Regions from separate parts of the Mus musculus genome. Here all the other regions are linked to region 1. A link is a contact called in public Hi-C and promoter capture Hi-C data. All regions are on one chromosome and are shown on one strand. Each heading gives the region's core, a stretch centred on a gene start, on an enhancer-like site or on the middle of the called end of the contact. The rest is flanking DNA. Distances are from core to core; before and after follow the strand shown. Region 1 holds the start of Acsl3 (acyl-CoA synthetase long-chain family member 3). Region 2 holds the start of Agfg1 (ArfGAP with FG repeats 1). Region 3 holds the start of C430014B12Rik (a long non-coding RNA gene). Region 4 holds the start of Irs1 (insulin receptor substrate 1).

What was found. Promoter capture Hi-C pulls out the DNA fragments that hold promoters and counts their contacts. A called contact is a pair of places that touch in the nucleus more often than the background predicts.
Region 2: a Hi-C map of B cells shows a contact between it and region 1, with 6 read pairs. The contact joins the promoter of Agfg1 here to the promoter of Acsl3 in region 1. A contact is called at or near these places in 1 of 39 promoter capture datasets (pre-B cells) and 1 of 484 Hi-C or Micro-C datasets (B cells).
Region 3: a contact with region 1 is called in a promoter capture Hi-C map of pre-B cells. The contact joins the promoter of C430014B12Rik here to the promoter of Acsl3 in region 1.
Region 4: a promoter capture Hi-C map of pre-B cells shows a contact between it and region 1. The contact joins the promoter of Irs1 here to the promoter of Acsl3 in region 1.

What each region holds. Positions count from the first base shown.
Region 1 is chr1:78,655,180-78,662,228 of GRCm38.p6, reverse strand. Acsl3 (acyl-CoA synthetase long-chain family member 3) reads right to left here and starts at 4,404. Exons shown (of 15, transcript NM_001033606.2): 1 at 4,126-4,404. Utp14b (UTP14B small subunit processome component) reads right to left here and starts at 4,404. Exons shown (of 3, transcript NM_001001981.3): 1 at 4,126-4,404.
Region 2 is chr1:82,836,562-82,843,610 of GRCm38.p6, reverse strand. Agfg1 (ArfGAP with FG repeats 1) reads right to left here and starts at 4,151. Exons shown (of 13, transcript NM_001368850.1): 1 at 3,722-4,151. The coding sequence starts at 3,888.
Region 3 is chr1:82,721,381-82,728,429 of GRCm38.p6, reverse strand. It overlaps C430014B12Rik (a long non-coding RNA gene), which reads left to right and starts at 2,509. Exons shown (of 4, transcript XR_865578.3): 1 at 2,509-3,643. It overlaps Mff (mitochondrial fission factor), which reads right to left and starts at 3,540. Exons shown (of 9, transcript NM_029409.3): 1 at 3,346-3,540; 2 at 1,094-1,202. Col4a3 (collagen, type IV, alpha 3) reads right to left here. Exons shown (of 52, transcript NM_007734.2): 52 at 6,371-7,049.
Region 4 is chr1:82,287,127-82,294,175 of GRCm38.p6, reverse strand. Irs1 (insulin receptor substrate 1) reads left to right here and starts at 2,737. Exons shown (of 2, transcript NM_010570.4): 1 at 2,737-7,049. The coding sequence starts at 3,683.

The DNA.
Region 1 (7,049 bases), core at 3,155-5,654:
GGAAGCTAGAACTAATGCACAGAATTGGCAAAATGATGACTAGTACTTACAAAGAAACCACTCAAGGCAAAGAGTGTTTGTGAGTTTCCCTACAGTCCTTTGTGAAATAATTAAGATATGTAAAATACTAAAGAATTTGAAAACTAGAAACAAAGAAAATAAAGCTATGTTAATTAAAATAAAGATTGCTAAAAAAGAGCCTTCATGGGAAAGCATCTACCAGAATCTGTACTGATTATAAAAGCCCAAGCACCAAGCCTTCCCATGCCCAGCAACTTAGTCAGGTAAGTAACCCTTGCTCACTCACTCCTATTCCAATACCCTCTCCACAAAGCCTCCTTCAACATTAAAAACATAAGATCAAAACCTCTGTTGGGAGAGGGGAGAGCTGGGCAGCAGAGGGGGGGTGGGGGGGGGTGGGTACAAGCCTTTACTCCCACAGCGCTTGGGAGACTGATGCAGGTGGATCTCCAAGTTTGAGGCCAGAATGGTCTATATAGTAAGCTACAGGACAACCAGGGCTACAGAGAGAAGACTTGCCTTAAAAAAAACAAAAACAAAAACAAAAACCTTGTCAACAGTGGGCATGGTGGATCCTTGGGCAAAGGCAGGAGGATCTCTGAGAGGGGAGCAAGAGCGGTCTGGAGAAGAGCCGCAACTACACAGATTCTGCCTCAAAACTACAATTAAAAAAACCTCTGGCTTGACCCATCCTACCATAGCGGCAAGGTCAAAGAGTTCTCACAGGAGCACTCACTCCAAGGTACTGACTGACTGCCTTCCCTACAGTGACTACTTCCAACTATCTCCACAGTGTCCTTTGATGGTTACTCCTGATTGTCAACTTGCCTGGATTAATAAATGCCTAGCAGATTAGTTAAGCATAGCCCTGGTTAGAGGAAAGGGGCTGTAAACGCATTTCCAGAGACAAAGCAGGGAGCTAGCCTAAATCCATGCACCAACTCCTTGAGAGACACACAAGCACTGCATTACAGGGAGGTGGAGTCTTTGGAGGAAGTCAGTCACCAGTGGGGTATTCTTAGGGTTTTATCTTGCCCCAGAACCTGCCTATATTCTCCTTTCTGTACTCCCTGGCCACCTGGATATGAAATGTTCTTTCAACAAACCCTTCCCCACTAAAACCGAATGACATCTTGGAAACTATGAACCAAAAATCTTTTCCTGCCTTCTTTGATCAGGCATTTGTCACAATAACACTGAGGTAACTAATAACATGCCACTCGTTTCTATCTCCTTTGCAAACTCTGCCTCTTCTACTCAGTACTAACAGGGCCTCTTTCTGCTCTTACTCCTCCACAGGCAGCCTGACATGCACATTGTTTTAGACACTCTCACCAGAACAAGAGAAGGCCCCAAAATGGCATTCTACTTCTGAACACCAAACCAAACCAGCACCCTAAAGAGAAGCCCAAGGCCATGGACCACTTCTAAACCTAGAAACATGTTCTCCCACATCCAATATCTACTTCTTTCACAATGAGCCTCAGTTCGGAGAATGAAAGTGCATACAAGCCCTCCAGTTGCCTGGATCTGAAACAGAACCTTCACCTCTCAGCTCATACTACCTATCACCATGCCATAACAGCTTTCTGCCTAACATCTCCACTTTCGTGAATTTCTGCTCATCATACTAACCTCTTCAAAGGCTCAGCTAGTATAACATATGACAGTGCTATGAAAAAAATCAGTATTGATATGAAATTTTCAGAGCAGGGACTTTTAAGCACATCTTTGCACTTATTCTAAACAGTATACACAAAGGACAATACTTGCATACAGCTGGTATCCAATAAAAGTATTACAATTAGTTATATTACCTTTTGAAGTGTTTGAATAGATATCTATATCCCAATTCATGCATGGTTTTCTTGCTTCCTAAGAACTGAAAGATGTTTATTTAGTTTTTGGTTTTTTTGAGGCAGGGTCTAATTACGTCCTGGAATTACATAAAACAGGCTGGCCTCAAACCTACCTGCCTCTGCCTCCTAGGTGCTGGGATAAAAGGTGAGCCACCAAACCCAGCTTAGAGCTGAAATTTTTATGTTAAGTTACTGAGTAAAATATAAGCTACAATGAATACTTTAAAAAATTATGATGCTTACTGTAAATCAGAAAAGCCTATCACTGAGGGGTAAGTGGGGTGAGGTGGGTGTTGTGAGGTGGGGACGTCTAAATCACACCTTCAAATCCACATCCATATAAAAGATTGCTGCTTCTGAGCTTTAAGCACTCTAAAGGCGGGCCTGGGAATACTCCCTACCTATCTCATTCAGATACTCCACAATTTGAACTGAGATAACAATCTGGTGGGAAATATATTAAAATAAAAAAATATATTATTATAGTTGCTCAAAAAGCTCTGAAGCGCTTGTCCTATGTACATTTAATTTCAGCCTCAGAGCACAAATTGGACATCTAGGAAAAAAATCTCACATAATCCGTTCTTAAAAAGCAGCTCCCTGGATTTCCATGTAAATCATAATGCTTGTTAGAATCTTCAATCATCCAATACTTCACCTTTATTGCATGTAACATAGGTTGCAATCACCCATTTATCTACAAAATCCTTGGCATGTAGTCTAATCCCAGCCTGAGGGCACAGGGACAGATCAACCTATCCCTGTTATATCTCCCAGCACCTGCTAAGATGCCTGACATGACTCAATGAGAAGGCTCTCCGTGAACAATTAACTGAATCAGGAAGGCGCTAGTGTTATTCCCACACACAGTGTCCTTCAGTGTGTCCTTCTTTCTTTGCTTTCTCCAAGGAGGACATCTTGGGACTCACAGGGTACCAGTCACTCGGCCCAAATGTCCTACAAATCCAGTAACTGGACTCCAAAGATACCAGGTGACCCTCTCCTGTGGCCACACTGGAGTCAAGGCACTTTATGACAGAAGAATCAGAGCCTAAGTTAGAAAATACAATCAGCCTTCAACTCTACATGTGAGGGGTGCTCAGGGAGACACCAGAAAACGCACTCTCAAGTCCCAACACTTCCCTCTCTGTAATAAGCTTTGCATGCACTTCTAGGGGCAACTCAGCAGCACCCTTCAACAACACTCAGAGCCAAAGTGCGCATACAAAACAGCCTAAAACAAACAGGAAAAACAAAAACACCAAACTACAGCTCTGCAGAACCCCTAAGACCCAAAAGAACCTAGAAACCCAAAGCCACGGAAACCATTCAAACACCAACAGAGGGCTGTTGCTACTAAAGCCATCAGAGATTTGTTCTAGATTCAGACAGGCCCTCCTGGGGCTCAAGCTTCTCCTAGTAGCTCAGATCTGGGCTAAGTTAACGTGTCCACAGTGCAGGCTCTCTCGCTGTAAAACTGAGAATGTGCGACCGTCCCGGTGGACTAACAATGTAAACATAGCCATGCACAAAGTTCTTGGTGTGTGGCCTTTAAAAAAAGCTCAGTAAATGCCAGCTCTGTCATTCTAGGCAGTTATCAATCCCCCCTCTCTAGTTTCCACTGGATTCCCAAAAACTGTCCTGCCCTTTCTAAGTTGAGGGGCTCTATGTACAAGTGATCGGAATACCTGTTCTAGAACCAGAACGGACCATACAGTTGGATCTTCATCTGTGAAATCCCATCACGGGGATCACAAGTGACCCCCGGGGCTGCCTATGTATGCATCTCATGACTGACTCGTCCGAGACTAAAACGCACTTAGGAGGAGACACCAGAGGTTCCCCACGCCATTCCCACCGCCCGCACCCGCATTTCCTGTCCCACACCCGCAGTTTTCAGGGACCCTCTGGGCGCTGGTACCTCCCACGGACGCCGCGCGGCCGCGTGGAGCGGGACGACCCCACCCACGTGCCCGCGCCCGCGGAGGAGGCCGCGGTGCATCCTTCCTCCCGCGCCCGCAGCTCCACGCCGGCGGTTTCCCCGAATCCGCGAGGACGCCCTACTCGCCACTCACCCTCCACCAACCCCCGTTTCCCCGACCCTCGCCACGGCCCAGCACCCCGCGGCCCAGGAGTCCCCTCAGGCACCGGCGAGCGGCATGCACGCTCGCCGAGTGGGAGGAGGGAGGCCTGGCCGCCATCCCGCGACCCTCATCGCCTCACAACGGGCGCTGCGCGCACTCACCGCGGGCTCCGACCCACGCAGGCCTGGCTGCTCCTCAGAGCGGCTCCTGCCCAGCGCCACCTCCTCAGGACCCTGACGCAGCTGCTGGGGCCGCCCTGCGAGACGGGGACGACCGCCTGCTGCCGGCTCAGCCTCCCGCTCTGCCGCCGCCTCCTCGTCCGAGCCCGCGACCGCGGCCACAACCGCAGCGACGTTTCCCGGGCGCCGGCTGAGCAGCGTCTGTTGAGCCGCAGTCCTGGACGCGCACCCCGGGCTGGCGCTCGTTGCATATGCAAAGAGACCGCCGCCCATTGGCCCGCGGGCGGTGGCGCGTGCGGGGCTCGGCCTATCAAATGCCGGCCTGGGGAGCGCGGTGCTGGCGGCAGGGGCGGGGCGAGGTTACTATGGGTCATTCTGCGGAGCCGCCGACGGCTGGACCCGACTGGGGCCCTCGCAGGGCGGGGATTGAGCCCTTGGGGAGGGGAGCGGCGGGACGGACCCGCAGCTACAGCAGCTGCAGAGGGGAGCTGGGCAGGGGGCGCAGGGCGGGAAGACCTGAGGCGTCCAGGGTGCCCCCGCTGAGAACTGCAAAACCCGCCTTCACTGCTGCGATGCATAAATCTCAATATAAACGAAGAAATAACCTGCTTGTTTTTTTTTTTCCCCATTCTTCTCAGGACTGGGTTCGTTATCCTAGTTTGAACACGGATTTCTAGCAAATCTTGCAAAGAGAAAAAAAAAAAAATGACGTTTGAAAATGCTTGTGAAGGGGAAAGCTCAAAGCATGCCCTGTATTATTTCTCTTGCATGGGCTTCGTTTAATGCAGCGTGTATCCCGTTTACTCGTAAATCTTCGCATACCCACATTTCATGTTTGCAAAGGATGAAACTTTACTCAAAAATAATCTTTTATCAGCCGGGCGTGGTGGCGCACACCTCTAATCCCAGCACTCAGGAGGCAGAGGCAGGCGGATTTCTGAGTTCGAGGCCAGCCTGGTCTACAAAGTGAGTTCCAGGACAGCCAGGGATATACAGAGAAACCCTGTCTCGGAAAAAAAAAAAAAAAAAAAGCTTTATGAATCTTTATGACTGTGTGTGTTGTTTAGTTTGCCATTGTATAGATCCTCTTGGACACTACATCAGGATATAGGCATTTATTTTACAACTGCCTCCCCCCACTCAAAACATTCACCCAGCAAAACACAAATGACTAAATCAGCCACTGGAGTGTAATATTAGAAAGAGACTGTTCGTAGCAGAGTTGTTTTTTCTTAACCTAACCTATTATTTAGTTGGTCTGTGAACTTTTCTTTAAGTAGGTGAAAGGTCGAGTTGCTGTGCTAGCCTCAAGCTAAGGCAGAAAGAGGCTCACTTCCCAGGACAATCTTAAAAACTCCGAGGAGGCTGCCAGGACTTGAGCTAGGTGGAGCCATGATACACTCTACAAAGCCAGCTCACTCACTCACCTTGGGCCCCTAGCCAGTCTAATTGCCTGAAAGAACAGATAGTGTTTGACTCAAGCAGCCTGCTCCTACTAGGAATTTCACATTTCCCAAGGAAACCCTGCCAATAAAAGGAATGCAGAATTTCCAGTCTACAGAGGGATGAAGATGTGTACCTCAGAAGTGGTCATTCAGAACTGCAAACCTTGAGAAAAACTAAGCAACTTCAAGACAGCAAAACTAATAGTGAACCTTCCTCCCCAGTTAACAAACATAAAACACATGTGTAGAATTCCAGGGACATCTTTCTTCGTTATCTCTTTATAGGCTAAACAATATTTTATGGGCATGTATTTACATTTAACAGAAAATACTCTTGAGATTCAAATACTGAATTGGAATATTGTCTGCTGTTTAATACTAGTTAAACAGAAATTATTGTGCTTCTGTTCACTAGGCTTCTTTGTATGGTTGTTTAGTTCTTTGTGGGAGAGTGGGAGCCAAGATCTCATGTAGCTCAGACAGGCCTGGATTTTACTATGTAGATCAGGGTGGCCTAGAATTCACAGTGATTCTAGGATTACAGGTGTGATACACCTCTTTAGGCTTTGTTTACACCTGGAAACTCGTGCTTACACTAAGCCCACAGGCTAACCTTAAACTCCAGACAATCTTCCAACCTCACCTAGGTTTATTTATTGTCGTTGTTGTTTTGAAACAACAGGGTGTGATGACTCACAACTTTAATCTTAGTACTTGGAAGGCAGAGGCAGATAGATCTCTAAATTTGAGGCATGCCTAGCCTATTTAGTAAGGTCTAGGCCTGCCAGAAGCAGAAGATGGTGTTTTGTTGAGAGAGAGAGAGAGAGAGAGAGAGAGAGAGAGAGAGAGAGAGAGACTGGCAAGGTGACTCAGAGGATTATAGGTGCTTAGTGCGAAGCTTGATGACCTGAGTTCACCATGGGATACAAGTACACATGCACAAAATAAATATAATAAAAAGAAAAAGCAAAAACACATCTGGGCACAGTGATCCCAGCACTAGAGATGTTGCGGCTGGAGGGCTGCTGCTGTGACACTGGCCCTAGCTTGGGTTACGCAGTGAGTTGCAGGCCAGCTTAAACTCCAGAGTGAAACTCTGTCTCAGAATAACCAACCAAGACAAGGAAAGGAAAGGAAAGGAAAGGAAAGGAAAGGAAAGGAAAGGAAAGGAAAGGAAAGGAAAGGAAAGGCAAGGCAAGGCAAGGCAAAGCACATTTGCTTTTCTCTTAGAAAGGATTCAGTATGTGTTCAGAGTTTTGAGGGGTATTGAATTTTGATTACATTTCCCTTCTTTTTTGTAAAACTTCAAGTCAGAGACTATTAAGGGTCAACCACATGAAATCATGAACAGGAGTAGGCAGTCCCTTGTGCCCTTTTGGTGTGTTTCCAACTTACTGCAACAGTAAGGGGAATTGTCTATAATTGACATAAACATGTAATGGTCTATTTCCTGTGAAGGGG
Region 2 (7,049 bases), core at 2,902-5,401, 4.2 Mb before region 1:
TGAATCTAGTATTGCCAGCAAAGGTACTATTGAAGGAATAAAAAGTAGGTTATTATATCTATCATCCTAAAACATAGAACTTGTGACAGACATTGTTTAACTGTACAGTGACACTGCTAGAGAAGTCAGGCAGTGGCAGCCAACGAGCCTTGCTTCATCCTTGTACCTACCCTGCTTGCCCTATCCTCAAATACAGTACAGTCAGTAAGTTAATACAGCCATGTGCCAGTCCCACTTAACAACCATGAGCACACAACACTGTCATCACAAATTTAAGTCTTAAGCCAAGGGGATGAACACATGCCAACATGTACATGACTTACTCTTGATTACACCATATCGTCTACATAAGAAATACATAATTATTACTTCATTCTTCCTAAGTTGTGTTCCAGCATTATGGCTTTCCAGAGATCCAACTCCTCAGGAGCTCCAGTTTCTCCACATGCTAGATAGCGCAGACACTCGCTCCATGGCCACACTGCAGCATCTGTGCTTTCTTTGCAGGAATCCGAGCCTTCTGCACTAGGACTCTAGGGATCCTAGTTCTAGCATGAGGATGGAGCACGTATTGAAGACTCTAGCTCGGGGTACACAGTGTCTGGCTAACCTAACTACACTCAAGTGCAGCTTGTGACAGTCCAGGGGCTGTAGGCAACCATCTTTTCATATGAGGGAAATAAATTATCATTTAAACCCTATCAGCAAATTGTCTTCATCTCTTGAGTCCATTTGAGTCAGGATTGAGGCTACAGCCCAAAAGGATCTGACAGGCTGATGGAGGCGCTTTTCACATCAGTGTCTTTTATTCCCTTCTCCCTCTTGTTAGCAATACCCAGTGTGCATTACAGTGTCTCAGACACTGTATGAGGCTATCTCTAGTATGGAAAACAAATCATCAGAGGCTTTTATTCTCACTATTTCCTATCTGAGAAAAAACTGCTGAGTGGCTATGTTCAGTATTAATCACATGGCTTTTAGAGGCAAAAGAAAAAGCAGGGTCACCTAGCTAAGTACCCCCTCATCTACTACTCAAAGCTGCTGCTACCTGAGACTTGTCTTTGAAGATCTTTCCTCAGACATCAACACCTCTGTGACATCTCCATATGAACTTTCACATGTTCCAAGGAACATGTTCAACATGTTCAAGAAAAAAAATCCCTTAAAATAAAAAATTATTCTGGCAGTCTAGAGCAACAGCTCAGTGCAGTAAAGGCACTTGCCACCAAGCCTAATGACATAGTTCAATCTCCAGGTCCACAGGTGGAAGGTGAGAGCTGCCTCCTACAATCCCTCCTCTGAAGCCACCCAAGTGTGATGGTGCATGCATTTGTATACACAGTACACAGAAAAGACAGAAAAGAGCTGGGCGGTGGTGTGTGTCTGGCCTCATGTTCAGGTCCTTGATCCATTTGGAGTTGTGTAGGGTAATAACTATGGGTCTGAGGCAGGGATGGTGGTACACACCTTTAATTCCAGCACTCAGATGGCAGAGGCAGGCAGAGCTCTTTGAGTTCAGGGTCAGCCTGGTCTACAGAGGGAGTTCCAGGACAGCCAAGGCTACATAGAGAGACCCTGTGGTAAAACAAACAAAATCACACTGACAGATCCTATATGTCTAATGTTTCTAAAACATTGAAAACATTTTTTTACATACTTGCTGCAAGGGAAGCACTTTATGTACTTATAAAGACCTCTAAATCATGTCAATTCTAAAGCAATAAATTATACATATGTATGTGTGTATACACATATACATTTACCAATCCAAAGACTCAAATGCATCGAAGGACCTCATGCTTTGCAAAAGCAGGACATACTTCTTAAGCACATATTAAAAGTAAAGTATACGAGGCTGGAGAGATGGCTCAGTGGTCAAGAGCACTGGCTGCTCTTGTAGAGGTCTTGAGTTCAATTCCGATGACCCACATGGCAGCTTGCAACTGTCTGTAACTCCAGTTCCTGGGGATCTGACACCCTCACGCAGATATACATGCAGGCAAAACAATGCACATTAAAAATGAAAATAATTTTTTTAAAGGGCTGGAGCTAGCTCAGCAGTCACTGGCTGCTCTTCCAGAGATTCTGAGTTCAATTCCCAGCAATCACATGGTGGCTCACAACCATCTGTAATGAGATCTGATGCCCTCTTCTGGTGTGTCTGAAGACAGTGACAGTGTACTCATATACATATAAATAAATAAATCTTTTTTTAAGAGTAAATAAAGTACACTTTAAATAAATTGAACTATTAGCTTCACCAAAGTTGCCTAACATAAGTGACTTTAACATCCTAATTTTCATTTATAAATGAAAGCCATTAACCACACATGCAGCTGTGGAAAATTCAGAGTGTTTCCTAACTATAACCCTGAAAGTAACCTCTAGGACCCTCTTACCGAACTACTCCAAAGCTGAACACAGAACCCAGACACTGGTCTTTCTTACGTATATCCACTGTCTCCATTAGAATGTAAATGCTGAGACAAGGCATTTATTTATCACCACACCCTAACTAAAGCTCATCCAAAAACTGAATAGGAACCACCCAAAATAATGTTATACTCATGAAGAACCAAAGATGCCTCCTTGCCCAAATTCAAAATGGAAGGGTGTCTGGGGGAATAGTGAATTATTGGCCATGTCAACATCCTTCAACTTTTTACAAAATTTCCTACGTGTTATGTACATTGCTATTAATATAATAAAAAATTTTGGGAGGGCCCAGGAAAAGGTTCAGCCTGTAAAAGTGAACCCAGGTATACAAAACATGCACACGTGTCCCCACACTGCGACATGCACGGTAATATTTTTTAAGACCCAAGGAATATTAACTACCAGATCATTAAAAATGCATTGAATTCAAGATAACCAGAAAATAATTGCATCTAATCAGTTCCAGAGTCACCTGCAACCTTTCCAAGTGAAATTTCACAAGAACAAAAATTCCCATCACAACACAGCTTAAACAGAGAGGCCTAGACATGCCATCTGAGTAATTTCAGGCGGTCACCTCCATCTCCTTTCTCAATATTGTCTTCCCAGTCCCCATTTCTCCAGACAGATAGGACACTTGGGTTCTGATACAGAAATCTCATCGAGCTCCATCCTTATTTTGAAGCGCACAACTCCTGATTACCCTTTTCCAGTAAAACTTTCCCCAACTGAGGACACTTGGAGCCATGCAGCCACAACCCTCGTGCTTTTGCTGCCTCCCCGCCTCACGTAATTAATCCTCTAGGGAGAACTTTTCTCCTGGGATTCACACCTCAGCCATCAAGACCTATTAACGCCCCCCGCCCGCCCCCAACACGCCCCAGCTACCTGAGTGCTGTGGACCGGAGGAAGATCCCCAGCTTTCTGCGTCCCTGCTCTCACCCTCCCCACCAGCTCCGCGGCACCGAGCAGAGGCCGGGCCCCCCAACCACGGAGCTGCGGGTCGCACAAAGGCCCCGCACCGCCCTCCCGGGGATGCTCCCCGCCTGCGCCCCCCGAGGCGCGGCCACGCCCGCTGAGCGGCGGGAAGCCGGGATGCTCCGCCGGGCCGGCCGCTGGCTGACCCCGACCCCACCCACGCCCCACCCACGCCGGCCACCCCAAGGCTGGACCCTCGCCCGGCCAAAGAGCAAGAGCATCTCCGGCCCCCAAGGCCTAGGCTGGCCGCATCCCCAACGGGCCCCGCCGCCACGGCCCGGTACCCACGACCCCCGTCCGCACTCACAGGCTGCCGGAGCAGGAGGTGCACACGAACGAGCCGACCGTCATGTTCACGTAGGTGGGGCCGCGCTGGTCGCAGTCGAAACACTTGCGGTTGTGCGGCAGCCCCGTCATGTCCCGCAGCATCTTCAGGTGCTTCTCCTCCTGCTTCCGCTTCGCGCTGGCCGCCATGGCCGCGGCTCCGACCGAGGAGGCCGGCAGGGCCGGGAGCCGGCGGCGCTGCCGGGGCCCCGCGCTCCCTTCCCACGGGCCGCCCTGGCCGCCGCCGCCTCCGCCCTCGCGGACTCCGGTCTCGGCCTCCGCTCGGCTCCGCCGGGCAGGACAAGGCGAGGAAGCTGCGCAGCACGCGCCGACCGGTCACACCAACCGGCCGGGCGGGACAACCGCCACCGCCGCCGCTGCCACCTTCCCGACTTCTCCTAAGGGGGAAAGACGAGGTGGGGGGCGGGGGGAGCGGCAAGAGGAGACCGGCCTCGGGCAGCCGGGGGCCAAGTGCAGGCTGGCGCCCTCTGCTGGCCGGGAGGAGTCACTGCGGCCACGCTGCGGCAAGGGTCGGAGCTGGGCGGGGTAGAGAAGACACAATGGTGTCAATAAATTACAGCCCTTATCCGCTGGGTGCCTGTACGTGCAAAGAGCTTCGTGTAAGCAGGCTATCTTCCTCCAGGCAGAAATGTTCCCGGCAGCTTCCCGCTGCTTTAGGAGACACTCCAAATTCTTCCCTTACAGAATCTAGCCTAGTCGCCTTCTTCCAAGTCATCCCCATTCACTCCGCTACTCTAGACTTAAATTTGTATGGTGCACTGGGATAAATTTACGACGGTATTTACCTGCCGAAGCCAGAGTTCCAACATAGTCCAACTGCAACACCCACCTTTTGAGGCTGCAGGAAATCACTGCTAGCCCCTAAGACACTGGTTCGGGTGGGGGTGGGGGTGTTGAACAACCCTCTCAGAGGGGTCACCTAAGACCATCGGGGAACACAATTTACATTACTATTCATAACAGTAGCAAAATTACAGGTATGGAGTACCAATGGAAATAATTTTGTGGTGGGGGGTCACCACAACGTGAGGAACTGTATTAAAGGGTCGCAGCAGCATTAGGAAGGTAGAGAACTCCTGCGGTAAGGTATGAGAAACCATCTGTACCTTCATTTCTCAAAGGAGTGTGGGGAGGCTCAAAAACTGAGTTACCGAATACTGTCCCAGCCCCCACTGCAAATGGAGTAGTTTTCACAAGAGGAGAATTCAAGTTTCCTAGCTGAAAATGCTGAGTCAGCCCCGGGGAACCATCGGGTTAACTTAACATTATTATAATAGTAAATGGCATTATTATTAAAGGGGGGCAGATAGGATGGCTAGTGTTTCTGAACTGTTTCCTACATGAGAAATTTAACTATCCCTAGGATCCAGAGTTCATCTTCAACAACTATCAGCTCATGTCTCTTCTTGCTTTATTGATCCCCTTGCCCAATATCATATTTATCTTAAAATAAACCCACTTATTACTAATATATATATATATATATTTCAGGACTGAGACTGTAGCTCAAAGGCAGAGTGGTTACTATGTATAGGCAGGCCCTGGTTTTATCCCTAGCCCAAGAAAAGTAAAAACTCCCTCTTCCTCTCCCCCTTTTCCTTCCCCCCTCCCTCCCCCTCCCTCTCTCTCTCTCTCTCTCTCTCTCTCTCTCTCTCTCTCTCTCTCTCTCATCTCTCCTTTTCTTTCCTCCCCTCCCTCTCATGTAACTACAGTACAGCTAGCATACAGAGAAAGTTAGGACTAATTCTTTGACAGTCATCAAATGTCCTGCCGCTGTTGAAGTTAGTGCTCAGATCATTATTTTTTTTTAATTACTACTTTCCCTTGACCGGTTAGTGTACAACTGTAGTCAGGTATTGACAGTCCAAGAATGGGGTCCCATGAAGAGATTTCTGAGTGCTTGTGAGAAAACTCCAAGTAACTTGTCCTTGGGGATACATTTTCCATTCTCCTTCCAGGTGTAGCAGATAGAACTGAGTTTACTTCACATGGCTCATTGTTATCTGTTCCTGTGCCTCCGTGGAAACGTGTGTTCTCACCTCTCCAGCTTGCCCTCCAAGTGCTGCTTGCCCTGTGACTGTACGCTTAAGTCACGTGACTCCTCTTAACCCTCAGAGTATAAATTGTCAGATGCTCCAAATAAAGTTGGCTCTGTGTGAGACTTTAGCCTACTTCATGTATCAGCTCCATTCTCTCAGACCCTAGAATCTCTCAGCCTCTAGAGCGGGGGAACCAGGTGGTATGTCTCCTGCCGTCTCTCTCTGCTCACACTCTCTCCTCTCATTGTGACATTTAGCATATCCCCGTCCTCTCCATCGTCTACAAATACGAGGTTAAGTCTAGTTTATTTGTATCTGGTTCAGTTTGGGCAATAGCATGTTTTTCCATTGGGAGGCACATCACAGGGGTGTTGTCGTGATGTTAGCAGTCATTGACAGTGATATTCTGGTTCTGTCATATCCAATTCTTTATTATTTTAGCTGAAATATTTCCATTAAAATAGACCAAAAAAAAAAAAAATGGGTTGGAGAGATGGCTCAGCAGTTAAAAGTACTGGCTGCTCTTCCAGAGGTCCTGAGTTCAATTCCCAGCAGCCACATGATAGCTCACAACCATCTGTAATGGAATCTGATGTCCTCTTTTGGTGTGTCTGAAGACAGCTACAGTATATTCATATAAATAAATGAATCTAAAAAAAAAAGTAGACAAAAAAGCAAACCTGACGTGGTCCCTTTAACACTAGCACTCAGGAGGCAGAAGCAGATGGGACTCTGTGAAGTCAAGACCAGCCCAGTTTACACATACAGCACGTTCCAGGCCAGCAGGGACTACGTGGTAAGAAGCTGCATCAGTGAGTCAATCAACCAACCAACCAATCAGAAGACCATACCCGCATCTACTAAGTATGCATCAAAAAGACAAGATACATATTTTATTCCTTGCCTTTACTTCTGAATTTCCAAGATCCCCTATTGATGAATCCCTATTGGTCGCATTTCATCTTCCCATCGCGATCACAGTTTTTTAAGTGTCCCTATAAATCAATGATGTCATTGCTGACATCATCTCACCATTGGCCAATGGGAGACTAAGTAAGCTCTAGTGTATTTTAACAAAACCTAGACTTATGATCCCGTGAGCCACCTTCTGTCAAGGTCCCAGGCTAACCAAGAGAGGAAGGCATGCAGAATGGTGGCCTATCAGAACAGAACAAAACTGCTGGCCCCTCTCTGAGGAGAGGACAGCACCACTGTCTCTTACAGGTTCCCGGCAAAAGCCTCCCACACCTC
Region 3 (7,049 bases), core at 1,260-3,759, 4.1 Mb before region 1:
ATTGCACTGAGTGAGCTTTTAAATTGGAGAGGGATCCATGACTCCAGGGAGATGTAGTTGAAAGCATGATTGCCCCCAAATAAAAAAATGCCAAGAAAAGCATTAAAAAGTATGGCTAGCTTATGGCAAGCAGCTTTGACGCTGTCTGTCAAACCTATGATACCAGCTCAACTGAAAAAAATGTCACTGACCTTCCTAGTGATGTCTCACTGCCCGTTTTCATACTCATTTTAACAGAGCAGACACACGTCTACAATAGCTACGGACACTGCTACCCTGCTGGTGTTTACTTTACACAACACTTCCCTACAGAGCTCAACTGTTTTTGGAGGTGTACATAACAACACGGGCACTGCTTTCCAGCTGTAAAAAAGAAAGAATAAAAATCAGTATTTCAACAATCATTTCATAAGAGAACTATGAATAAAGGTAGTGATTGACTTAAAATGGCTCCGTTTGAGAAACCATATTTTAAATGTTTCAACTGTCACTCCACGATACCTCATAGTCAGAAAGACAGTTTGAAGGACAGTCCCCATTTCATGATTCTGCAATCAGGGTAAATGAAAGTTCCATCATTCCATAGACAAATGTGTTGTCAGATGGGGAGAAGGATGGCTACCAGGAGACACCTTTAGCCATATTCCAATAGGTTATAAAAATACAAGGGTAAAAGGAAACCTGTTTGAGGCTGCCTAAAAATTTGATGTGTAAGTGATGGTTTCCTGAAAAGGAGGACAAATTACACCAAATTCCCAGAGAAGCATATTCTAAGTCAAGAGCAATACAGCACCACACACAGTACAAATGCCACTGTGCTGAGACAGAGGTATTCTGTAAACTTAAGGTTAAAGCAATATAGATGTCTTCATCATCGATTTAAAAAACAAACAAACAAATAAAACCAGAAACATACTCTATACCTTATGAGTATACTCCTTGGGGACTGCTTAGTGCGCTAAGCATAGTTGGACTATGACTCTCAACTAGTTTATTTCATTCTTTTTGCCCAAATGTCTGCTTTTTGAGGAACTGACACATACAGATGGCTTAAAGACTAAGAAAACAGAGACAAAGAGAAAATTTTACTTACAAATGTGAAACAACAGGCTTGCTATTTGGCACTATCTGCTTCTGTGCTTCATATTAACTCCTTAAATTGCTCCGATGCACATGTGCTAGGGTGAGAGCCACTTTTATCCCTGCGGGAGGAGAACAGCGACTGAGAAACTAGATGATACCGTTGTTAGGGACTTAGCTAGAAAATCTTTAAATAAAAGCCACAAAGATTTACAACTTTACACTAATAAACAAAGAATTTCAAAAGTACCAAATTTTGATGTCTTAGAACAGACAGTCACCATGTAAGGCAGCAGCTCTCAACCCGAGGGTCTCGACCCCTATGGTTGTTGAGTGACTACCACAGTGGTTGGACACTTTTGTGATATTTATAATACAATTCATGACAATAGCAAAATTGCAGTTATGAACTAACAACAGTAATAATTTTATAGTTGGTTACCACAAAATGAGGACTGTATTAAGACAATACTACTGCCTCAGTTTTTAGATTGTATGTTTCAATAAAACAGAGGAGGACCTAATTATTTTTTCTTTCTCATTAAAACTATGGTACTTTGGGTATTCTTTGGTAACAAATAAACTTAATTTGGGGCTAAGGTTTTACTCCCACGTCTTTGGTCATTACATGCTTGTTGTATACCTTGAGATAAATCTCCTTCAGACTCCTATCTGATACCACAGCTCCACTTTCTAGGCCACACCCAAACATCCGCAATGTTTTCCAATTTCATCGGGGTCCCGTACATTACACTCAATTTCTTCTTTAGGTTGGCTTTCATTTTTAAAAACACAAATCTATTTTTAAGGGACTATTTACCCTTAATTAATATTCACTACCTTTGAACCATAAACTTGCTGTACGCATATAAACATATGTAACAAAACCAAAACTATTTAAAAAAATTAAGTCGCAGTGAATCAAAGGTCTAATCTAAGAACTGCTGAAGCTCTGAGTCAAAACCTTGAAGATACACAGGCACAGGCAAGGACTTTCTGCAAAGGGCTCCGAGAGGCTGAGGAAACACCAGCAAGAACTGGCATCATGTAACATACAAACTTTCTGTAGAAATTAAGAGTAGAGAGATTCTACGGGATCTTTGTTGGGTAGTCATATGGCAGGGGGCTCACATCTAGAATTATATAAACAACCCAAAAACCTACTAAAGGGACCCCCCCCCCCCGTATCTATTAACAACAAAAATGTCACAACAGCAAGGAGAGAGTAACAGAAGAAACTTTGTAAATCTAAAATGAGGCAGCCCTATCAGACAGGAAGAGAGCTAACACAGTTCCTTCCAGTAGTTCAGTAAAAAAACATGTACTCAGAGACACCACTGAGGAGCTATCTCAATTCACAGGTCCTCGAAACCAAAAATTAGACAACCCGTTATCCACATATAAACACACATACACACCCCTCCTCAAGCAATCTAGTTGCGCTCAGAATACTAAATAGGGCTCAATGGTCCTACTTTCCCTAAAGGTTTTTCTTTGGGGAATCTCATTAGTAGCCAAAGCGACTGAGGGAGAAAGGAATGTTTCTCACCTGGGAAAAAGGGCATCCCCATTCACTGGCTCCCCGTGGGAGGCCTGCTTAGCATTATTGGGCACAAGTTTTAGTCTTCTGGAATTAGAGAGCACCACCAATTCAGAGACAGCGTTGCTCTTCCCAGAAAATGCGTCCTGCTCCTGAGCTAGTGGGACTGGGACGCTGGTTTGTTTGTTTGTTTCTTGTTTTTGTTTGCTTGTTTGTTTTGCAATGACAAGTTTTTAGCAAATGGAGGTCAGGGGCTATGGGGGACCTGGACCCCAGCTTAGCGTGGGGTGCGGGGGTATAGCCCGCAACGCCTCCAGCGAGCAAGGATGCTATGGCCAGCCCGGGGTCTCCCAAAGGCCTTTAGTTATACGGATTTTACACAAAACAAAGAGTTACTTTTAAACGCGACAGACTCAAGGTCAAACTGCGAGGTGCTTGGGCCCGTGGAAGAGATGCCCGAAAAAGCCCAGATCCAAACTCACAGGCTTCCTTCCGTTTCCTAACCCCAAACTAATAGGTGTTTTTCGTTTTGTCAGTAAAATTCGATTTTTGTTTCACAGAACAAGATGCGGAGGTAGAAACGGTGAAGAAGCCGGTCCCAAATATTTACAGGGCAGGGACCTGATGACGGGCCAAGGCCGGGGCCGCTCCGCCCAGTCTGGAGAGGGGTGTCACTGCCGCGGCGCTAGGCCCGGAGTCCTGCTTGGGGAGACTAGAGCACTCACCCTGGGCCTGCTGGAGAGTCCCCGGAGAGAGGGTCGCCGCCCGCCGGCTCCGGGGCACTCGGGTGAGCGCTCGCAGAGGCCGTTGACCGAGCGCACCGAGGCGCCCGGGCAAAGAAGCGGCGGAGCGGCCGCGACGGGCCGGGACAGACGCGAGAACGGCCAGGACTGACCCCTTCCAGGAGCCGTAGCGGAAGTAGGTTTCTGGTCATGTGACGAGAGAAGGGCGGATGTTGCATGCAGGCTCCTGAGACGTCGACGCGGAGCCATTTTTGTCGTGGGCAAAGTACTTCCGTCTCAGGTGATTCCTGTTGAGGGGGTTTCTAGACTTTGCGATCTTTAAGAACCTTGCGTTTGCAGGTAAACTGGTAACCTGTTTTAAAGGAACGCCTGAATAAAAATTCTTATGGTGGCCCGCGAATTTGCATATATAACTAAATATTGGAAGTAATTCTTCAGCAGTCTAATTGTGATTTCCCTAAAACTTACAAATTAAGAATCCGAGAAAAGGGGAAGCTGAATTGGGTTTCAAGATAGTAGGGGTCAGAAATCTCTTTCAAATCTAAACACCCAACTTGTGGCTCCCCTCTGGAAGGCAAGAACCATACTTGCTCATAGAAGGATAGACGGGAAGCCAAATCAGGAAATACGACGTGTGCCTCTATTTTCATAACCTAGCAACTTCACCCACTGTTTCTCATCCTTGGTGACAACCAACCAGGGTTAAAGAATTTTTTTTTTTACAATCTGTTCCATATTATAGTTGAGCCTGGTGCCACACTCTTGAAATCCCAGTATTAGGGACTTAGGAGCTAGAAGCTATAGGATCAAGAGTTCCAGACCAGCCTCAGCTAAGTATTGAGTGGAAGGCCTGTGTCATTATCTATATCAAACATACACACTCTTTTTTTTTTAAACAGTAAACACCTTGATACTTTAAAAAAAAAGATTAATTTATTATTATATGTAAGTACACTGTAGCTTTCTTTGGACACACCAGATGAGGGCGTCAGATCTCATTACGGATGGTTGTGAGCCACCACGTGATTGCTGGGATTTGAACTCAGGACCTTTGGAAGAACTCTTAACCACTGAGCCATCTCTCCAGGCCCATACATGCTCTTTTTCTTGTGGTTATTTCCTACTAATAGAGTCTAACATGTTTATATTGGTTTAAATATATGTAATCTAGAAACAGTTTTAAGTGTTTGTGAGGATGTGCATAGGTTATCTGCAACCATCAATTTTATATAAGAGACATAAGCTTGTGGATATGAGCTGTGATTCTAGAACAAATTTCTCACTCCCTTGTGCAAAGGAAGAGTATTTACTCAAGTGATATAGTCTTGAATCTAAAAATACTTCCAAAGTCAATCTTTGGCTCATTCTTATAACTACAGTTCTAAGGAACCAGAAGTAAGAGGGTGGGAGGATTGCCAGCACTACACAATGAACCCTGACTCAAAACAACAACAAAAACCCAAACAAAGAAAATCTCAGATGATCCCCCAGAAGTGTTATTTTCCTTCAAAATAATGTGTCAAACTTTCTGAATTTCATTCTTGTGTGTCCTTCCTAATATTGGTTTAAGATAAGCAAAATTTCCCTTTACCTTCTGAAGGTCTCAGTGAGACCCCAATTAAATTGGCATAAAACAGCAGGTGAACAGAATGGAAGCATACACTTTTAATTAGTAATTTTTGCTTGTATGTTGGAATATTGAAAAATGAAGACACAAAGAAGTTCTTAGGATCTATAATCTGTATCAGAAGCTGACCATTGTAGTAAATTGTAAAAATGTGAGAAGACACTTTTTAAGTGTCTTTGTCTCAAAATAATCTTTATTTCAAAGGGGCCTACTGTGGGTGGTGTGTCCTGCTAATTTATAGTGACAAGTAATCCTCCTTTACGGACAGATTAAATAACATTATCCTGTCATTCCAAGTCAAGGCCTTTGGGGGTAAGTATGGATAAGCTAGGTAAGCCATACATTATCAAGACTTTTAAATGTGTTCTCTCCCTCTCACTCATCCCTCTTTCTCACCCCTCTTCCTCTCCCTCTCCTTTTTTCCCCTTCTCTCTCCTTTCTCTCTCTTATCCCTCCCTTTCCCCATGGCAACTTCCTTGTCCTCAGTCCTTGGCACCAGTGAACTCACCCATTTGCCGGACAGCATCTTCCCAATAAACCTGTCTTTAATCTAATCTAATCTGGTTTAAATGGGTTGATTTCAGCAGCAGCAGAGAAATAACCTATCAAGGGTCTTATTGCTCCCTTACACTTCTTAAATGTTGCAGACTTCTTTTTCTTTTGTCCCTAGCCCTTTCTTTTCAAAGTTTTGAAATGACTTTTAAATAAAGATCCATAATTCAGTTATCAAACCCAGGTCTTCTTCTGTAACCCTGATTTATCATTTATCTTTGGGCATCATGTGAGTCTATTAAACAAGACAGTGTTTCATAGAATGTCAGAGCACCTAATAGTGTGTGATACAGTCTTAAATGAAAAGTTATGTGGCATGAATGGTGCTTCTTCCATGCACATGGAAGTCTATTCCTTCTTGTGTCCTGTATTATAGATTCATGATGGGTCTTCCTTTTCTTCTCTCACTCATGTGTACATTTCTGTTTGTGACTTAATGCCATTGGCTTTTTCTATAACCTCATAATATATAAAACCAAATAATCTCATCCACTTAGTTTAGCTTCATCCTGATGCATGACTTCTAGCCATTGCTACTTAGGTTTCCCATTAGGGATTAAACCCTGATAGGTTTTACCTTATTTCCCCTTTTCAACTCAGACATTCTTCAGTTACTGTTTCTCGTTTATGGCAAGGTTACTTTTTTAGGCATCAAGATTCAGAATACTATAGTTATCTCTTACTATCTTAATTTGATGGTTATTTTCGGTGAAAATTAGTATTCTTTGATATTCTTCTTAATTTCAAAGTTGTGTATTGCTTTATAGTGACTATTATTTTTACAGTCCAAAATAAACTATCTTCCACTAGAAAAAAAACCCAAAATATGATAGAATTGTTCCTTTTCTTTTATTTTGACAAAACAATAGAACTTTAGTTATATTTACAGAAATATTAGTACATTGTAATACATTATAATTTTGTCAGGATATAACAATATAAAATATTTGATATATTTTAAATAAATTTCAAGTGGTTATTGAGAAGAATATTAAATTAAGTTTAGTGGTAGCAAGCTACATTTGAAATATAGAAAACCTTTGTAAAATTAACAATAAAATTCAAATTTAAACATTTTTAATACTTTTATAAATAAATTAATAATGTGTTATCTTGCAAAAAAAGAACAATTGACAAGTTGGTTGTTTTAGCACACTGTGAAACTCCAAAGTTGAAGCACCAAAATTGAAACAAACGTTTTGTTAATCAGTTAAAAATGTTGAAAGATTTATTTGTATTTATGTGGCAGTGCCTGTGCTAGTGAATGCCACCTATATGTGGGTATCCTTGAATGCCACCTATATGTGGGTATCCTTGGAGGCCAGCGGGGTCCCTTTGAGCAGTCCTGAGCTGCATGACCTGGGTATTGAGAACTATACTTGGGTTCTCTGCAGAGAAACCAGCACTCTGAACTACTGAACCATTTCTCCAGCCACATAGGAAATTGAATTTTAAATGTATAATTTACTCATAAACATCTGGGAAGTACTATGCACGGGCTGTATTT
Region 4 (7,049 bases), core at 1,488-3,987, 3.6 Mb before region 1:
AACACGACTTCACCTGAGTTCCACAAAAGCCTACCTTTCTCTTCTGTATATTTATGTGAATCAAATGTGAATTTGTATTCCTAGAGTTATCTCAAGCCATCAATTAAAAAAAAAGTACAAAGAACTGAACTTACTGTAGTATAGTTTGAACATTAGCTGCCTTTAAGATTTGTAATGAAACTCGAGTGAGTTGTGTGTGTGTGAGGGTATGTGTGTGTGTGTGTTAAACTTCACTGATTGGTGAGCAGTTTGTTACAACGATCTGGTTGTCTGTGTCTGTGTGTCTGTCTGTGTACATAACTGGGGATCCAATCCAGGGCCTTGGGCACCTCAGAGCAGATGGTCTACTTCTTCTTCAGTCAGAATAACATTACTTTTATATCATAAACACCCTAATGTTCTGTGAAGATGACTTATAAAAATCTTCCAAATTAAATTGTTTTTTTTGTTGTCTCCTCCTTCAAGAAAATACTTTCCTCCATAAAGGTACCTCCTTTTTCCCCCTCTCTCTTTTTTGTTTGTTCTTGGTTGGTGACAGAGGTCAGGAAGGAAGTAATTTTAAAAGTTAAAGTCTGGATTTGAAGTGCTTTCCTACATAATGCGAGGTCCCCTCCCTGTGGACTAATCTAGATTAAGCAGTTGCTAGACTAGACTAGCTGTTTATTCCCCCCCCCCCCCCACACACACACTGTTATTCTGCTACACTAACTTCAGATATCTCTAGTTGCTATCCTCCCAACCCCTAATGCATTTCAAATCTTTAGAGTCCTCTTCTTGCTATTGCAGTCTCCGTACCTTTTCCAAATTACTTGCTATTTATAGCCTTCCTGTAGTGGGCACATGTGCCCGCATCACCAAGCTGTCAGAGGGGAAAAATGAAGGCTATCAATTCAATGTGTACCGCATAATCCATTAACCAGGTTTAGGAGAAACTGCATGATAAAGGAGGTGAAAAGAGAAAACAGAGGCTCCTGAGCTTTCGAGAGGAGGTGACACCTACAGATGCGGAATACCCCAATTCAAGTACCGCAAGCATCTGAATGGCGCCAGTGCCTACATCTGTACCCTCTCCCTCTCTCCCCTTTACCGCATCTGTGCAAGACAGGAAAGACAGGCAACTCCACCAATCAGCAGGCTGCCCCAGGAACCTCACCCCGCCTCTCTAGCCGCATTATGCTGAGGCGCGCAGCCCCCTTTACCCATCCGCTCCTCCCCTACTCCAAGCCAGGCAGTCTAGTGGATTGAGCATGCCCAGCACCTTTACTGCTGCGTCTCACTGCAAACAACCTGCAGTGCTGGAGAGCGGGAGGCTGAGAGGGTTCCTGGCTTAGGAAAAGAGGTGGAAAACTAGAACCGCCCATGGCTAGAGTAGAATGGCTTTAAGCACTGGGAGCAACGTCACATTTGTAGGTCTTTAATGCCGGTTGGGCTAGACAGGGACACCCTGCTTGATTTATAGGTCATCTTAAAAAGAAAAAGAAAAAAAAAAACTTTGGGGAGCGTCTGCTTGTGGTGAGACTAAGAAATAGGCTTTGCAAAGAGGCTGCTGACCCGTTTTCATCAAGAAGTACCCATTTTCCTGTGCAGCCTAGCCACTTATCCTTGTCTCCCACTTATCCTTGTGGTCAAGGTTAAAAGTGTATAGGGTCGTCTAATGCTCGTGCAAACTATGAAACAAACATCTGCTAACATATACACAGTAAGGGTGTACACTTAGGAACTCTCTGAAGGTCCTTTACATCTTTAAAAAAAATCACAAATAGACTTACGAATGTGATAAGGGGTGCCAGGTTTCCTCCAGCCCCCGCCCCCCACCTTTTGCACTAACTAACCCTTAAGTGTGAATCCCTCTTCACCTGCATGAAGGAAGAGAAATGGTGACTTTTACATTTTATTTCCTTAGTGATCAGCGGCTAATAGTGCCAGGTGTGAGATCCCAGGTCGCGATTCCGAGAGACCCTAACCTAGCCAACAGTCATTGCCCTTGGGCGTCCCTCTCTGTTTCTTCCAGGTGCTTCACCACGGTACGTCCGGAGATTCCAGGTGGAAGACTGGCTCAGAAGTCCTTTAGAAAATCTTACAAAAATGTAGATCTCCCTACCAGGGCCTCTCACCCAGACACCGACATCCAGCTGCCTCCCGGGGGTCGCCTTTACCTGTTGGGTGAGAGCTAGCAGGTCACCCGCGTCCCCTCCGCCCCAGCGCCCCCACCCTCTCGGGGCTCTGCAGCCGCAGTGCACCCCCCCTCTCACTGCCCCCTCCCTCACTCCTGCGTCTTCCCCAGATCCCCCCCTCCCGTTTTCCCAGACTCCCCTCCTGCTTTCCGGTAGCCACCCAAACAAGCCTGCCCTCCCGCCGCGGGGATTCCTACGGGCCGGGGGCGCTCTGGGTGGCACGGGCGTGGGAGACACAGCGCCCCGGGCTCTGCCGGCCACGCAGGGGCGCTGCCCGAGCGCTGCAGCAAAGGGCCAGCGCGGGCGCCTCTGCGGCACGGCCAGGGGGTGGAGAGGGGCGGGCGTGGGGCGGGCTCGGCCCGGAATGTAGAGCGAGCAGGGAGAGGGAGAGAGACCCGGGCTGGAGCCTCCCGGCGGCGGCCAGGCTGCTGAGCGCAGAGGCTCCGTCACGTGTTTTGCTCCTCTGGAGTGAGACGGCGGCGCGGTCTGAAGAGGGCCAGCGCGCGGTGCCAGCCGCCGCAGCCGCCGCTTGTTTTGGTTGGGGCTCTCGGCAACTCTCCGAGGAGGAGGAAGGAGGAGGGAGGAGGAGGAGGGAGGAGAAGGAGGGAGGAGGAGAGAAGTAACTGCAGCGGCTGCGCCTCGGGAGGACCGGGCGTCTTCCCCGATCTCTTCCCAAACCTCCCCCGCTCCCCGCCTCCCTCCCTCGTCCCCTCCCCTCCTCCCTTGCGGACTGGAGCTAGGGGCAGGGATGAGCCTGTCCCTCTGGACCGTCCCCTGCTCCCCCAGCTGCCCAGTAGCGTTGCGCGTGGAAAAGCCACTTTCCCCGCCCGCCGAGATGGGCTCGAGTGCGGGCTGCAGAGGACGCGTCCTCGGGCGGCAGCAGCAGCAGCAGCAGCAGCAACAGCCGCAGCGCCGCGGTCTCTGCGATTGAGCTGGTATTTGGGCGGCTGGTGGCGACGGGGACGGTTGAAGGGTGGGAGGAGGCAGAGGAGGAGGAGGAGAAGGAGGAGGGAGAACCCGGTGCAACGTTGGGACTTGGCAGCCCGCCTCCCCCTGCCCAAGGATATTTAATTTGCCTCGGGAATCGCTACTTCCAGAGGGGAACTCGGGAGGGAAGGCGCGCGCGCCTAGAGAGCCAAGCGGGGACTCCTCGGGCCATCGCTGCCTCCCTACATCGGACTCGACCAGGGGCGGCAAGGGATGCACCATAGCTCCTTCTCTGCTGCAGGGACTGGGGGAGACATAGTCCTCGGAAGATTGCGGCTGCACTCACCCTAGACCCACTGCCCTTCCCTCTGGGCATGAAACGCCCTTAAACTCGGATCAGGCTATCTTCCTTGGCGCAGTTACCTCGTCCTTCGGCTGCCCCTCCCCAGCTCCAGGAACAGCGTGAATTTTGGAGTCAGAATTTCTGCGAGCTTCCTCCAGCCCGGAGTGCATGTGCGGGGCCGCACTGAGAAGCCACCCCTCACCCAGTTTTTCAACACCTCCCTCTGCTCCGCAGCAGCATGGCGAGCCCTCCGGATACCGATGGCTTCTCAGACGTGCGCAAGGTGGGCTACCTGCGCAAGCCCAAGAGTATGCATAAGCGCTTTTTCGTGCTGCGGGCGGCCAGCGAGGCCGGGGGCCCAGCGCGCCTGGAGTATTATGAGAACGAGAAGAAGTGGCGGCACAAGTCGAGCGCCCCCAAACGCTCGATCCCCCTCGAGAGCTGTTTCAACATCAACAAGCGGGCTGACTCCAAGAACAAGCACCTGGTGGCTCTCTACACCCGAGACGAACACTTTGCCATTGCCGCGGATAGCGAGGCTGAGCAAGACAGCTGGTACCAGGCTCTTCTGCAGCTGCATAATCGGGCAAAGGCCCACCATGACGGGGCTGGAGGAGGCTGCGGCGGTAGCTGCAGCGGCAGCTCTGGCGTTGGAGAGGCAGGGGAGGACTTGAGCTATGACACGGGTCCAGGACCCGCGTTCAAGGAGGTCTGGCAGGTTATCCTGAAACCCAAGGGCCTGGGTCAGACAAAGAACCTGATTGGCATCTACCGCCTCTGCCTGACCAGCAAGACCATCAGCTTTGTGAAGCTGAACTCCGAGGCAGCCGCTGTGGTGCTGCAGCTGATGAATATCAGACGCTGTGGCCACTCAGAGAACTTCTTCTTCATCGAGGTGGGGCGTTCCGCTGTGACAGGGCCTGGCGAGTTCTGGATGCAAGTGGATGACTCCGTGGTGGCCCAGAACATGCATGAGACCATTCTAGAGGCAATGAGGGCCATGAGCGATGAGTTTCGCCCTCGCAGCAAAAGCCAGTCTTCATCCAGTTGCTCCAACCCCATCAGCGTTCCCCTGCGCAGGCACCATCTCAACAACCCTCCACCCAGCCAGGTGGGACTGACTCGGAGATCTCGAACTGAGAGCATCACTGCCACCTCCCCTGCCAGTATGGTGGGTGGGAAACCAGGTTCCTTCCGGGTGCGTGCCTCCAGCGATGGCGAAGGCACCATGTCCCGTCCAGCATCAGTGGATGGCAGTCCTGTGAGCCCTAGCACCAACAGGACCCACGCCCATCGGCATCGAGGCAGCTCCAGGCTGCACCCCCCACTCAACCACAGCCGCTCCATCCCCATGCCTTCTTCTAGATGCTCACCTTCAGCCACCAGCCCAGTGAGTCTGTCATCTAGTAGTACCAGTGGCCATGGCTCCACTTCAGACTGTCTCTTCCCGAGGCGCTCTAGTGCTTCCGTGTCCGGTTCGCCTAGCGATGGCGGTTTCATCTCTTCTGATGAGTATGGTTCTAGTCCCTGCGATTTCCGAAGTTCCTTCCGCAGTGTCACCCCAGATTCCCTGGGGCACACCCCACCAGCCAGGGGTGAGGAGGAGCTGAGCAATTATATCTGCATGGGTGGCAAGGGAGCCTCCACCTTGGCTGCTCCCAATGGCCACTACATTTTGTCTAGGGGTGGCAACGGCCATCGCTACATCCCAGGTGCTAACTTGGGGACAAGCCCAGCGCTGCCTGGAGATGAAGCCGCGGGTGCAGCAGATCTGGATAACCGGTTTCGAAAGAGAACTCACTCCGCAGGCACATCTCCTACCATTTCCCATCAGAAGACCCCCTCACAGTCTTCAGTGGCTTCTATTGAGGAATATACAGAGATGATGCCCGCTGCCTACCCACCAGGAGGTGGCAGTGGAGGCCGACTGCCCGGCTACCGGCATTCCGCCTTCGTGCCCACCCACTCCTATCCCGAAGAGGGTCTAGAGATGCACCACTTGGAACGTCGTGGAGGCCACCACCGTCCAGACACCTCCAACCTCCACACTGATGATGGCTATATGCCCATGTCTCCTGGGGTGGCTCCAGTGCCCAGCAACCGCAAAGGAAATGGGGACTATATGCCCATGAGCCCCAAGAGTGTATCTGCCCCACAGCAGATCATTAACCCCATCAGACGCCACCCACAGAGAGTGGACCCCAATGGCTACATGATGATGTCACCCAGTGGTAGTTGCTCCCCTGACATTGGAGGTGGGTCCAGCAGCAGTAGCAGCATCAGCGCAGCCCCTTCTGGGAGCAGCTATGGGAAGCCATGGACAAATGGAGTAGGGGGGCACCATACTCATGCCCTTCCTCATGCCAAACCTCCTGTTGAGAGTGGTGGCGGTAAGCTCTTGCCTTGCACAGGTGACTACATGAACATGTCCCCAGTGGGAGATTCCAACACCAGCAGCCCCTCAGAATGCTACTATGGCCCAGAAGATCCCCAGCACAAGCCGGTCCTCTCTTACTACTCATTGCCAAGGTCCTTTAAGCACACCCAGCGCCCTGGAGAGCCAGAGGAGGGTGCCAGGCACCAGCATCTTCGTCTCTCTTCTAGCTCTGGACGCCTTCGCTATACCGCAACTGCCGAAGATTCCTCCTCTTCTACCAGCAGCGACAGTCTGGGTGGGGGTTACTGTGGGGCTAGGCCAGAGTCAAGCCTCACACATCCCCACCACCATGTCTTGCAGCCCCACCTGCCTCGAAAGGTAGACACAGCTGCACAGACCAACAGCCGCCTGGCTCGACCCACAAGGCTGTCCTTGGGGGATCCCAAGGCAAGCACCTTACCCCGGGTTCGAGAGCAGCAACAGCAGCAGCAGTCTTCCCTGCACCCTCCCGAGCCCAAAAGCCCAGGAGAATATGTGAATATTGAATTCGGGAGCGGCCAGCCTGGCTATTTAGCTGGCCCTGCAACTTCCCGTAGCTCTCCTTCAGTTCGATGTCCACCCCAGCTCCACCCAGCTCCTAGAGAAGAGACTGGCTCGGAAGAGTACATGAACATGGACTTGGGGCCAGGCCGGAGGGCAACCTGGCAGGAGAGTGGTGGAGTTGAGTTGGGCAGAATAGGCCCTGCACCTCCGGGGTCTGCTACGGTTTGCAGGCCAACCCGTTCGGTGCCAAATAGCCGTGGTGACTACATGACCATGCAGATAGGTTGTCCTCGTCAAAGCTATGTGGATACCTCACCAGTGGCCCCAGTCAGCTATGCTGACATGCGGACAGGCATTGCTGCAGAGAAGGCGAGCCTGCCTAGACCCACAGGAGCTGCTCCTCCTCCATCCTCCACAGCCTCTTCTTCTGTTACACCTCAAGGAGCCACCGCTGAGCAAGCTACTCACTCTTCCTTGCTGGGAGGCCCTCAGGGACCTGGGGGCATGAGTGCATTCACCAGGGTGAACCTCAGTCCCAACCATAACCAGAGTGCCAAAGTGATTCGCGCAGACACTCAAGGGTGCCGGAGGAGGCATAGCTCTGAGACCTTCTCAGCACCTACTCGGGCTGGCAATACGGTGCCCTTTGGAGCAGGGGCTGCAGTAGGGGGCAGCGGCGGTGGTG